3 separate regions of the Mus musculus genome follow, and all the other regions are linked to region 1. A link is a contact called in public Hi-C and HiChIP or PLAC-seq data. All regions are on one chromosome and are shown on one strand. The core of a region is the stretch at or near the end of the contact, and the rest is flanking DNA. Distances in the headings are between cores, read along the strand shown. Region 1 holds the start of Sema3d (sema domain, immunoglobulin domain (Ig), short basic domain, secreted, (semaphorin) 3D). Region 2 has its middle 140 kb from the start of Sema3d. Region 3 has its middle 170 kb from the start of Sema3d.

The links. A called contact is a pair of places that touch in the nucleus more often than the background predicts. HiChIP or PLAC-seq counts read pairs in DNA pulled down with a chosen protein or histone mark.
Region 2: a contact with region 1 is called in a Hi-C map of epidermal suprabasal cells, with 2.2 times the contacts expected there. The contact joins the enhancer-like site here to the promoter of Sema3d in region 1. A contact is called at or near these places in 1 of 39 promoter capture datasets (embryonic stem cells) and 3 of 484 Hi-C or Micro-C datasets (epidermal suprabasal cells, uterus and ventricular fibroblasts).
Region 3: an H3K27ac HiChIP or PLAC-seq map of embryonic stem cells shows a contact between it and region 1, with 6 read pairs. The contact joins the enhancer-like site here to the promoter of Sema3d in region 1. A contact is called at or near these places in 1 of 39 promoter capture datasets (the 3T3-L1 cell line), 2 of 484 Hi-C or Micro-C datasets (the C2C12 cell line and nephron progenitors), 1 of 115 datasets of contacts at active chromatin or transcription factors (embryonic stem cells) and 1 of 9 other capture datasets (adipose tissue).

What each region holds. Positions count from the first base shown.
Region 1 is chr5:12,381,237-12,384,687 of GRCm38.p6, reverse strand. It overlaps Sema3d (sema domain, immunoglobulin domain (Ig), short basic domain, secreted, (semaphorin) 3D), which reads right to left and starts at 1,522. Exons shown (of 18, transcript NM_028882.4): 1 at 1,014-1,522.
Region 2 is chr5:12,240,868-12,244,334 of GRCm38.p6, reverse strand. No RefSeq gene overlaps it. Among named protein-coding and RNA genes, the nearest start is that of Sema3d, 140 kb to the left of the region's middle. Within about 2 kb of position 1,669, at least 10 of the 459 cell types and tissues checked have an H3K27ac peak or open chromatin away from gene starts, as enhancers often do. A contact at or near this core is called in epidermal suprabasal cells, where this site is marked.
Region 3 is chr5:12,208,055-12,211,449 of GRCm38.p6, reverse strand. No RefSeq gene overlaps it. Among named protein-coding and RNA genes, the nearest start is that of Sema3d, 170 kb to the left of the region's middle. Within about 2 kb of position 1,694, at least 14 of the 459 cell types and tissues checked have an H3K27ac peak or open chromatin away from gene starts, as enhancers often do. A contact at or near this core is called in embryonic stem cells, where this site is marked.

The sequences.
Region 1 (3,451 bases), core at 273-2,772:
GCGTCCCCAGCTGCCAGGGCTATCTACAATCCAGTCCCCCACATTCCAGATAGCCCTGCCACAATACAGGGATGTCTCCTCCTCCTGTCAAGTCCCTCCTAGCACTGAGACTTAAGCAAAGCCATGAGGTTGAGCACAAGTCACCAGGAAAGGAATATCAGTTCCGAAAACGGGTCTTCAGAGGCTGCCAGGGCAGTTAGCGACCATGAGCAAGAGGGACAGTTGACAGCGTCCTTGGGGTCAAGTGCACAGTGGGGTTCATGTCTGGGGCCACAGAGGCTTCCTTGGCCCCAGAGCACTTAAACACAACTTCACTTCACAGACAACAAGCTCCGAGGCTAGAGTCTGACTTCAAATCCTCCCACCCCACCCACCCGTCCGCCCCAGCAAAAAGGATGCGCATTTCCAGGACAGCGCCAGTCGCAATTCCTTTGCAAGAAAAAAGGGACATCGTACCTCAATTTCCCACAATCAAAACAACAACTTCTCTCTCACCTACTGTGTCCCCAGCCCAAGTAGAAAGGGGCGAGCTAGGCGCTGTTGCACTTTGCTTAATTCACCCGGGACCTCCCTACCATCGCGGCTCCAAATGAACCTGTAATTGGGAGTCTGGAAGTATGTCCTTAAACTCCCTTGGCTATCCAGGCTAGGGAGGGGTCTAGAAAGCTGGCATCCAGGGAGAGAACAGAGTTCTTGAGCAGGACGCCCCAGGAAGCAAAGTTTTGGCGGCGCAGGCTGGCGGGACTTCGAAATGAGATTCTGAAACATAGTGACGAGGTGGCACTGAGCCCCAGTTGTCGCACAATCTCCGGAGCGGAGCTCATAGGATCTCCACCATGGTCTCCGCATCCTGTGTGCTCTCCAGCTCCTTCTCAGACTCGGCACAGGTCCCCAACACCCCAGTCGCTACGGATTATCACTTGGGATCCACAATGATCCCCGCATCCCTGCTTAACATTAAGTTGCTAGAGCACCCTCCCATGGAATAGCAGGTGATCCGATCACAGACTTACCTTCCTGCTAGCAACTCTTGTCGCTTTTCCTTTCCTTACGTCGCAGGCTCAGGAGAGAGGAAAGGACAGCCCAAGGAAGCCAAGAGGATGGCGACCGCGGGCACAGGCGCGAGTTCTTCGGAGCGGCAGCCGGGGCTGAACCCCGCACAGGCGGCCCTGGCAGAGCAATGAGGCCGCGGCTACGGCCAAGCGGGAAGGCAGGGGGCGCTCCTGTCCCCCGAGCGCAGCGCCTCTCTCTCGGACAGTGACCCACCAGTTGGCGCTTAGGCCAGCGAGCGTGGTGAGGAAAGGCACGCTCCAAGCAGGAGGGCGGCTTTTAAGTTTGTGGTGTGACCGCAGCAGCTGTCCTGGGAGAGACTCCTTCTTTCTAAAAAGGGGATGCTCAAAACGCCAGGGATTACCTCTCCCTTCAGTCTCCTCCCCCAGCTCCCGGCCACTTCTGATGTGCTGGCAATCCCTCAGAGCGAGCAAACCTTCCCTGTCTCGGCCGCGCTGTCCAGGGTGGGTTTGGAGGTAGTTCCGGCCGGATCTATGAGTGTTTGTGTTTGGGGGAGGATGAGGTATCTGTCCATCAGTAAAAACAGCCTGTGACGTCTTCGTCTGGGCCTGGGTAATTTAGGAACCCCTGTATTCCCTTCACTTTCACAAAGTACTCCAAGGACCTCAGACAGGAGCAATTGCCACTTAAAAATTCCAATTGCCTTGGAAGAGTACAGGTGTTTCTTTGTAAAACTTTGGCCTGCAGTTAGTGAGCCTGAAGGGTTGAGCAACAGGATCAGGAATTAGTCCTCCTCAGTGACTGACAACCCTGAAGTTCCAGGTGGAAGCATTGAAACATAGAGTCTTCACCTGGCCTGAGATGGGGGTGATCTCTGTCTCTCTGTCTGTGTCTCTGTCTCTGTCTCTCTCTCTCTCACACACACACACACACACACACACACACAGATTTACAAACGTTAATCATACAACAAGAATAATATGAAGGAATATGAGCACAAACTTCGGGCATATTTTGTGGAAAGTAATATTCCCCAGTTTGGAGGGGAGATCCAAAGAAAATCCTGTATAAATAGCTTACTTTGATGAATTTCTCAAAATTCACAGGCTAATGTAGAGCCATCCATAAAGACAAAGAAAGGACCTGTACAATCAAGTCTTGTAGATAGCACCATGGCAAATTCTACTGCTAATCATAACCTAGGTTGCAAAACTCTCTTGAATTGTTCCCATAGAAACCAAACAGCTGGGGGGGGGGGGTTTCTGAGTGTGTGATGGGTTTAAACACAGGAGCTTCAAGGTTCCCATGCAACCTTCAAAAATGACAGCGGATCTGTCTGGTAGCTGGAGGTGGTCAGAAGACGAGGGTAAAAAGATGGAAGAACTGAAGGGCGTGAAAGAAACACTTAATTCAGCAGCCTCCTTCCAGTCCAGAAAACAGGGAACCACAAAAGCTGAGTCACTTCACATTGTAGGTGGCTGGTGGCAGAGTCATCCTAATGAGGGGCTTAAGTTTCCTGACTCTGACCGAGGTTCTTTACTGTGTCCCATGCTGCTGATCTCTATAACGTTGATTTTGCCTGTCACCAACCAACCAACCCCATAATTTTTCTCTTTGCACATAGGAAAAATGAAATCTTCATGGACTACCTCAACCCATAGCAACTTCTTCCAGAATTGTCCTTGTCAGTGTGCTGTTCTTTCATAATTAACCATAACTTTAGTGTGTTTGGCATTAGCCTCTAGTTTTGCGTTGTTTTATTTGCTCACATTATTAACTATTCATCAACAATTCAAACTACGTGTAAGGACCCAATACCTCTTTTTAACTCCCACAGCAGAGCTTTGTGCTTTTTCACAAGGAGGATTCATGGTGAGGAGTTATCTACTTTAAAGAGTTATTCATTAATTCTTGAATATTTTTCAGTTTATTAGCTAGAATATGATGGTTAGCTAGAACTGCTGTTAACTCTTGATTCCCCCTCTTCCCTCATGTCTAAATCATGCAGCTTAGTATCCTTACACTAAAGGATACTTCCTCATTGCTACCATTTCAACTTTCCACAAAGCCTCTACAGCATTAATCATTCCCTCCTGTTTTCCTAAAGCACTCTGATTTCAGTATTATTAGAAACCCTTTTCATGTTATATCATAATTAGTTAGGCATGTGCCTGCACGCAATACAACATGCTGGTTGTTTGTGTGTTTATTTCCCTAGACCCTAATCCGATGCTCAGGAATTAGCACTGAACGGTTTAGTTTTAAGTACCCTCACTCCAAATTTAGGCTGAATCTGCTGGAGCCTTCTGAATGCACCATGAGCAAAGAACATCTGGGACGTGGGTTCTGTGCTTTCTTTCCTTTTAATTACTCTGAGTATGAAGCCGGCAGAATCAACTGCAGAGTCCCAAGTTATGATGAATGGTCTCAGCTGAGTCTG
Region 2 (3,467 bases), core at 420-2,919, 140 kb after region 1:
GACCAGGACAATCACTGAGTGTAGCAAACCGACTGCAGGGCTTGGGGGAATCTAGAAGTCAATGCATCTTCTTCTCACAGTGGATGACCTTTCAGGGCATTACGGGTGGTAAGAGAGCCCTACGACAATTTATTGAAAAGGATTGGTTGTGTTGAGATGGAAGTAAACAATAATTGTTGACTTTTCAAGTAAGTATATCAAAAAAAGAAAAACAAACATCACGCAGTGAATTTATAGCATTAAAATTTCAGAACTTCTAGGATATCATAAAAATTAAATTATAGGTTCACTTAAATTTTGGTAGATGATTTGACTTGGGAAGTTGTACAGATCACATGTGTGTCTGTGTGTGTGTGTGTGTGTGTGTGTGAGGGTGGAGAGAGACAGAGACACACACAGAGGAAGAGAGAGAGAGAGAGAAAGAGAGAGAGAGAGACTTAAGTGTAACCTTTTATTCATGGCACAAATTTAGCATGGATTTTATAGAATTAAGACTACTGTAGATTAACTCTGTAAATTTCTGTATAGGCACACAGCATAGGGTGATCAAAGAGAAAGCGTGCTTGTGAAGAGACCAACAAAAATAATAGGATGCAGTAAAACAGTGATAAATGAAGAATTCATTTCAAAGTTCAGCCAAGGTACATGTCAGTCTGTGAGCCCGAATGAACCAAAACCCTCTATACTTCCAAGATACTTCAGATGCTTGCTAAGCATACGCTCCACTTAAACAAACAAATCTTGACTTCACGATACTGGCGGTGTTATGGTAACACACACATCACATTTAAGTATGTAGGAGGGAAAACAATCTTTCGGTCTCTCAGCAAGCCCGGGCAGCCAGCAGAAACGTTGTAAAATTGTGTTGGCTGAGAAGCTGAATCACCTTCAGATTGATTTGATGCCTGATTATGACCTGAAGCCCTTTGTCAGCAGAAAGTAAGACATTAGTGAGTAATGCATGCAAACCATGGGTGGGGCTTGTAAAATGCTCGAGGCACAGGACAGAAATGTGGTGGAGGGCAACTGTGTTAGCTGAGAGCACTGAGTTCAGATTTGAGCCTCCAAATTGGAACAGGGTTAGAGAAATTCTTTATGCCACATATATTTCCTGATCTGAGAGACAGAACAGTTTATTAATCAAATTATGGATCTATAAGTGAAGGAGTTGTTCACCTGTTTTTCCTTCTTTTGTGTGTGTGTGTGTGTGTGTGTGTGTGTGTGTGTGTGTGTGTGTGGTTTGCATGGAGGAAGGGACTATGAAGAGATTCAGTCAGGACTCTGCTATGCTGGTTGTAGACATCATACATGCAGCTTTTTATCTGGATCCCTTTTTATTCAGGATCTCTCATACTACATCACCATCTGCTTTTCAAAACATGTGCTTGTATTTCATTAGCCAAAATATCTCATGAATCCGGGTAAGTTGGGCCCCTAGGTTCAAATGGCCACATGATTGGAAAAAAAGAACAAAAGGAAACTTTCACATTGTCAACTCAGTTTCCTTTCACAGTTTGAGACACAAAAGAGATGTTGCCATTCGCTCTGACAATTTTAAAAGAATTAAAATGTGTCTTTCATGTGTGCTCCAAACCGGTATGATGACTGGTACATCTTGAATGAATTGTGTTGAATGTTCATGAAGTAGATTTTATTTATTTCTCTCTGACATTCTATTTGTCTGTCTACCTGGGCCCTTTATTCCTAGTCTGGAATTTCTAAGTAGGTGACTTAGTCACAGTTCACTCACTATCTTTGGAAATCCCCATCCATTGGCTGTTTTGAGCCTCTTTGTCACAGGCCTCCTCTGTCTCCACATTTCTGCAAAACTACAACACATATCCCACAGCATAGGATAGTATGCGCCAGGTGTCCCTCAGCAGCAATGTATTGTTTTACAGACAAGAGCTGATGCCAAGCAATTGCTGCTTGCACAGAGGTTGCTTGCTTCCTTTCTCCTCAGTGTCTTTAAAACAGATACAGCCTTCAACCAATGTCTAATCCCACGCCAGCTCCCAGATGGCCCTGTTTTAAATCAGGAATCATTTCACCTGCCTGTGCACAGTCCTCAGAGAGCGACCATTTGTCAAGTTCTATTGAGCAGTCTTTACTGAGGCTTAGAAAGGTAGATTTTCCTTTTCTATAGTTACAGATGGAACCTTAGAGCGAAGGCTTAGAGAGATTATGAAACTCACCACGAAACACTAGTAGCTGATATATTTATATCTATTGGCTTAGATATAATCCAGCACAACACATGGGCTGTATGTAGCACTCTGCCTGTCGCAGATGAGTTAGTTGCCTTGTGACTCATTAGAATTGAATAGCAAGCATTATCTGTTTCTTTCATACTGTTGCTGGCCATCTTGTTTGTCCTAGTCATAAAACTGAACGTCTACCTTGAAATGATCTCTGTAACTGTAGCTCTCAATTCCACTTTCTCTAGTTCAGCTCTAAGGCTAGAACACATACTTCTGAGGTAGGCAGGCCTAGCTACTTCATTCCTCAAACTATCTTCATTGTTCAAGCCTAAAGCCCAGGCTTTACTACTAAGATATTTTCAGTGACAGATAATAATTGGCAAGCACAAAAAAGCCTGAGTATCAGCTACAGCAGCAGGATGCTTCTTCCATTGCACTCCACCACAGTGTCATCATGTGCACAGCCCATAACTGACACTGCAGAATACTGTCTCTGGCTGGGGAGGCTGGATGGTCTCTGGGACAGGTCTCAAATTTAGGTCTGATCCTTCCTGGTCCCCATCTTCTGTTTTCATAAGAAGCCTTGACTGCTTCACCCTGAAGTTAAAACTCTAGCTTGAATGGATTAATACCAAACCCATTTAAGATGTTTCATCCCTGTGCTTCCAGAAGGGATGGTATTCTGTTGGAGATATTGTTAGCAGCATCATTAGCCTGTTGTTTAAATCATTCTACAGCTGAGTCAATTACTACTATTTAGCCACTATTTACTACATATACATATGTTTCTAATTTTTATGCTATTGTATGTGACTTTTATGTTTATGTTTTCTCTCATTTTTCTAATATATTTGGAGTATGTATCTTCTATATCTGAAGAATATATCTTAAATATCTGAACTATACATCAGCTTGTATATATGGAGTATATATCATCTTATATATCTAGAGTATATGTCATTATATAACTTGGCATTACATGGCACCTGGAAAGAGCAGAAATAAATTACAAGAATCCATCTCTGTGTTGTTAAATTTCTTTCCAATCATATAACTTCTTTGTGTTATTTATGGTGTGATGATATGTGGAAACTAATTATTAGACTATATTATTACTATATTATAATATATCATTATTTAGGATTTTGTGAAGAACAGTAGTACTCTAATTTTTAATGTGTTCTGAAAAGTAAATCCTGGCTGTAGTAAAGAAATATTACACAGAAGGGGGAAGAAAATAATCTTGGGAAGTAGAGGGAGAGAGGG
Region 3 (3,395 bases), core at 445-2,944, 170 kb after region 1:
CTACAATTGCATAACTTTTTTTTCTTTTTTTTTTTAAAGATTTATTTATTTATTATATGTAAGTACACTATGTAGTTGTCTTCAGACACTCCAGAAGAGGGAATCAGATCTCGTGATCGGATGGTTGTGAGCCACCATGTGGTTGCTGGGATTTGAACTCCTCACCTTCGGAAGAGCAGTCGGGTGCTCTTACCCACTGAGCCATCTCACCAGCCCCTTGCATAACTTTTAAAATACATTAGGTTCAATTTTAAGACAAAATAGTATTTTTCTTCAATGTAAATCCATTTCTGAATAAAAATCAGAGCAATTCCTGGAATTCTTTGGGAGTTCTGTGTCATCAGAATAGTACATTTTATATAAAATGACTAACATTCAAATTCTTTTGAAATAACATGGTTGCTTCATAGTTAGATGTAAATTAGTAAGTTGAGATTTTATTTTATTCTTATCCCAAGGTTAAAATATTAGTAAATACCAAAAATATCTGACATAAAAGACACATTCCAGCCTTGATGAAATAACATGTTGGTTTTTCTCCAATTATATTCTAATTTGTTCTTATGGTAAAATACAAGACTTGACATTCTCTCTACATTTGCCAAACGCCGAGGGAGAATACGTGCTATTTGATCTTCTACTTTCCTTAACGCTGTGCCCCAGATTCCTTATCTTTTTTTTCCTGTCAGATAAAAACCCACAAAAGGATTTGTGCTGGAATAAAATACCTGATATTCAGAGAACTTTGTAACAATACCCTTATAAAACATTTTTTAAAATTAAACTCAAGTGATAATTTCTATGTTTTTAGGTTATAAATAACTCAACATTTCCACCATTAAAAGGACATAGATTGCTAAAAAAAAATCCATTGTCATATCTACTGTCAAACTATGCAAGTATTTAAACTTATAGATGAATTTCATCCAAGGAAGGATGACTCACAAACACCTGTGTACAGTGTTAGAATTTCTTACATGATGTTTGGGAAATATCCTCTGCAACTATCTCAAAAACTAGAATATTCTCCGGAATTTGTCACTTTTCACTAAGTTCTCTCTTGTCTTTCTGGATTCCCTTCTTGTCTAATGTCCCTTTGTCTTACTCCAGTGGTAATTGTGTGACAGGCCCAAAAGCTTAGATGCAGTTCTGAGGCAAAAAGTTTCACAGAAACTTAGTGTCCTGGAGCCTTGGCATCCTGTAAAACGAATGGTCCAAACCTGTCCTTGCATTAGTCGGTGAATGGATCTGTGTGCTTTCCTTCAGAATTATTTTATTATAAGTGCCTCTAAGGATTGATTTTGACATATAGCTAAGTTAGATTAGCCTCCACCAGTGTTCCAATATCCTAGGAAATTGTTGAGCTAACCTTGGACTTTGATTTTTGTAAGAATGCTACTCATTCAGATGAAAAGCCTCCAGTGTTGACAGAGAGACAGTGAAAGAAATCAGGCATTACAATTCACTGGAATAGAGCTAGAAAACTCAGGTCTAGTCTACAAAATAATACTTAGAACAATAGTCGAGTAACTCCCATACACAGGAATTTACAAGGGCCCAGGAAGAAGGAAGATTGTGGTTTAAGAAGGAACTAATGTAAATACTTAGAACAATAGCTGAGTCACTCCCATACACAGGAATTTACAATGGCCTAAGGGGAAGGTGGATTATACAAGAGACTAGCATTGGAACTATGGCAAGGTCATGAAGCCCTTGCAGCTGGCTTCTAAGAATAAGCTGACCTTAGGTGGGGGTGCTTTTGATCCCAGTTGTTAACATTGATTTTTATCCCAGTTAGTTCCTGTTAACTTTTATGTGTGCATTCCTCTGTTTTTTGTAAAAGTCATTTTGCATTGGGTAACTTCAATGTATTTTGGACAACCTTAATATAAGTCTGATTTGAGAAATTACATTCAGATACAGCGCTCTCTCTGGTGTCCATTTCTGTTTGTCATCCCACCAACTCCTTGCCCACCTGAATACCAGGTCCCTGATTCCCTGGGGGTTGAGGGACCCACTGAGTCTAGTCCCGCGGCATCTAAGTGCTTCCAACTCATATGAGTTAATGAAAGGATACAAGAATTTACTACTTAGAATATGCACCAAACTTTTTTTTTTTACAAGTATGTTTATTTGTCAGGTTTCCAACTCCCCATGTTAATGGTAGTTAGTAAGAGAAGTATTAAGCCTGGTCAGTTTCTGAAGGCTCTACCATGTTACTAAGAAGGTGCAGACTATTCCATAAGTATAATCCTGTAAGACTTGGGAGCAGAGCAAAGAAAATCATTTGTAGTTATAAGTAAGCCTGTAATTGAGATTGGTTCTAAATTTATACTGAAAAAAATGGTCTTGTGACCATTTTTTTTGATATACCAGTAACAAATTATTATGTAACAAATATAATTAGCATTTTCTTTTTGAAATCGAGTGATTTTTCTCAACTCAAACAGTTCCACTGATAGATATGTTTCATGTCTTCAATATTTTATCATTTCATGATTATAAAAGAACTCTCAGATGGGCGTGGTGACACACGCCTTTAATCCCAGCACTTGGGAAGCAGAGGCAGGCAGAATTCTGAGTTCTAGGCCAGCCTGGTCTAAAAAGTGAGCTCCAGGACAGCCAGGGCTACACAGAGAAACCCTGTCTCAAAAAAACAAAACAACAAACAAACAAAAAAAAACCTTTCTCATTCTATTACTTCAAATGACTTCTAAATTGACCTAATAATTAACTTAGAATTATCCATTTATAAATTCTCATCACAAGCCAGAACTTGGTAGTGATGTTTAAGGTTTGTGTTTGTCCAGTGGATGGAGTTTGGGGACAATTATAGAAGAATAGGAGGAAGGGATAGAAAGGCAGGAAGATCAACAGGGTCAACTATCCTGGAACCTTGAGGGCTCTCAGAATCTGAACCACTAAAGAACATATACTTTATGGATCTAGGTCTCCCCTCTCATATATAGCAGATGTATATCTGCTTCATTGATCCCAAACAACTGGGTGGTGGGCAGCTGCAGCTGCAGCTGCAGGGGCAGGGGCAGGGGCAGGGGCAGGGGCAGGGGCAGGGGCAGGGGCAGGGCATTCTCCCAAGAACTGTTGCCTGCCCATTGGATATGTTCTTCTAGTTGGGCTGCCTTGTCTGGTCTCAGTGCTTCCACTGAGCACTAGCCTGGTAGAGACTTGAAGTGTTAGGATAGAGGGATACCCAGGGGACTCTTCCCCAACCACTCAGAGGAGAAGGTGAGAGGGAAGGGGGAAGGATTGTATGTGTGTCGGGGGGTGACTGGTGGAGAAGGGGATAGTGAGGAAGACATAAAGTGAGTAAGTAAAAAATTAAAGATAACTTAAAAAAATGTTTTGGTTTGTCCATTGATCAACAATGTTGTTAT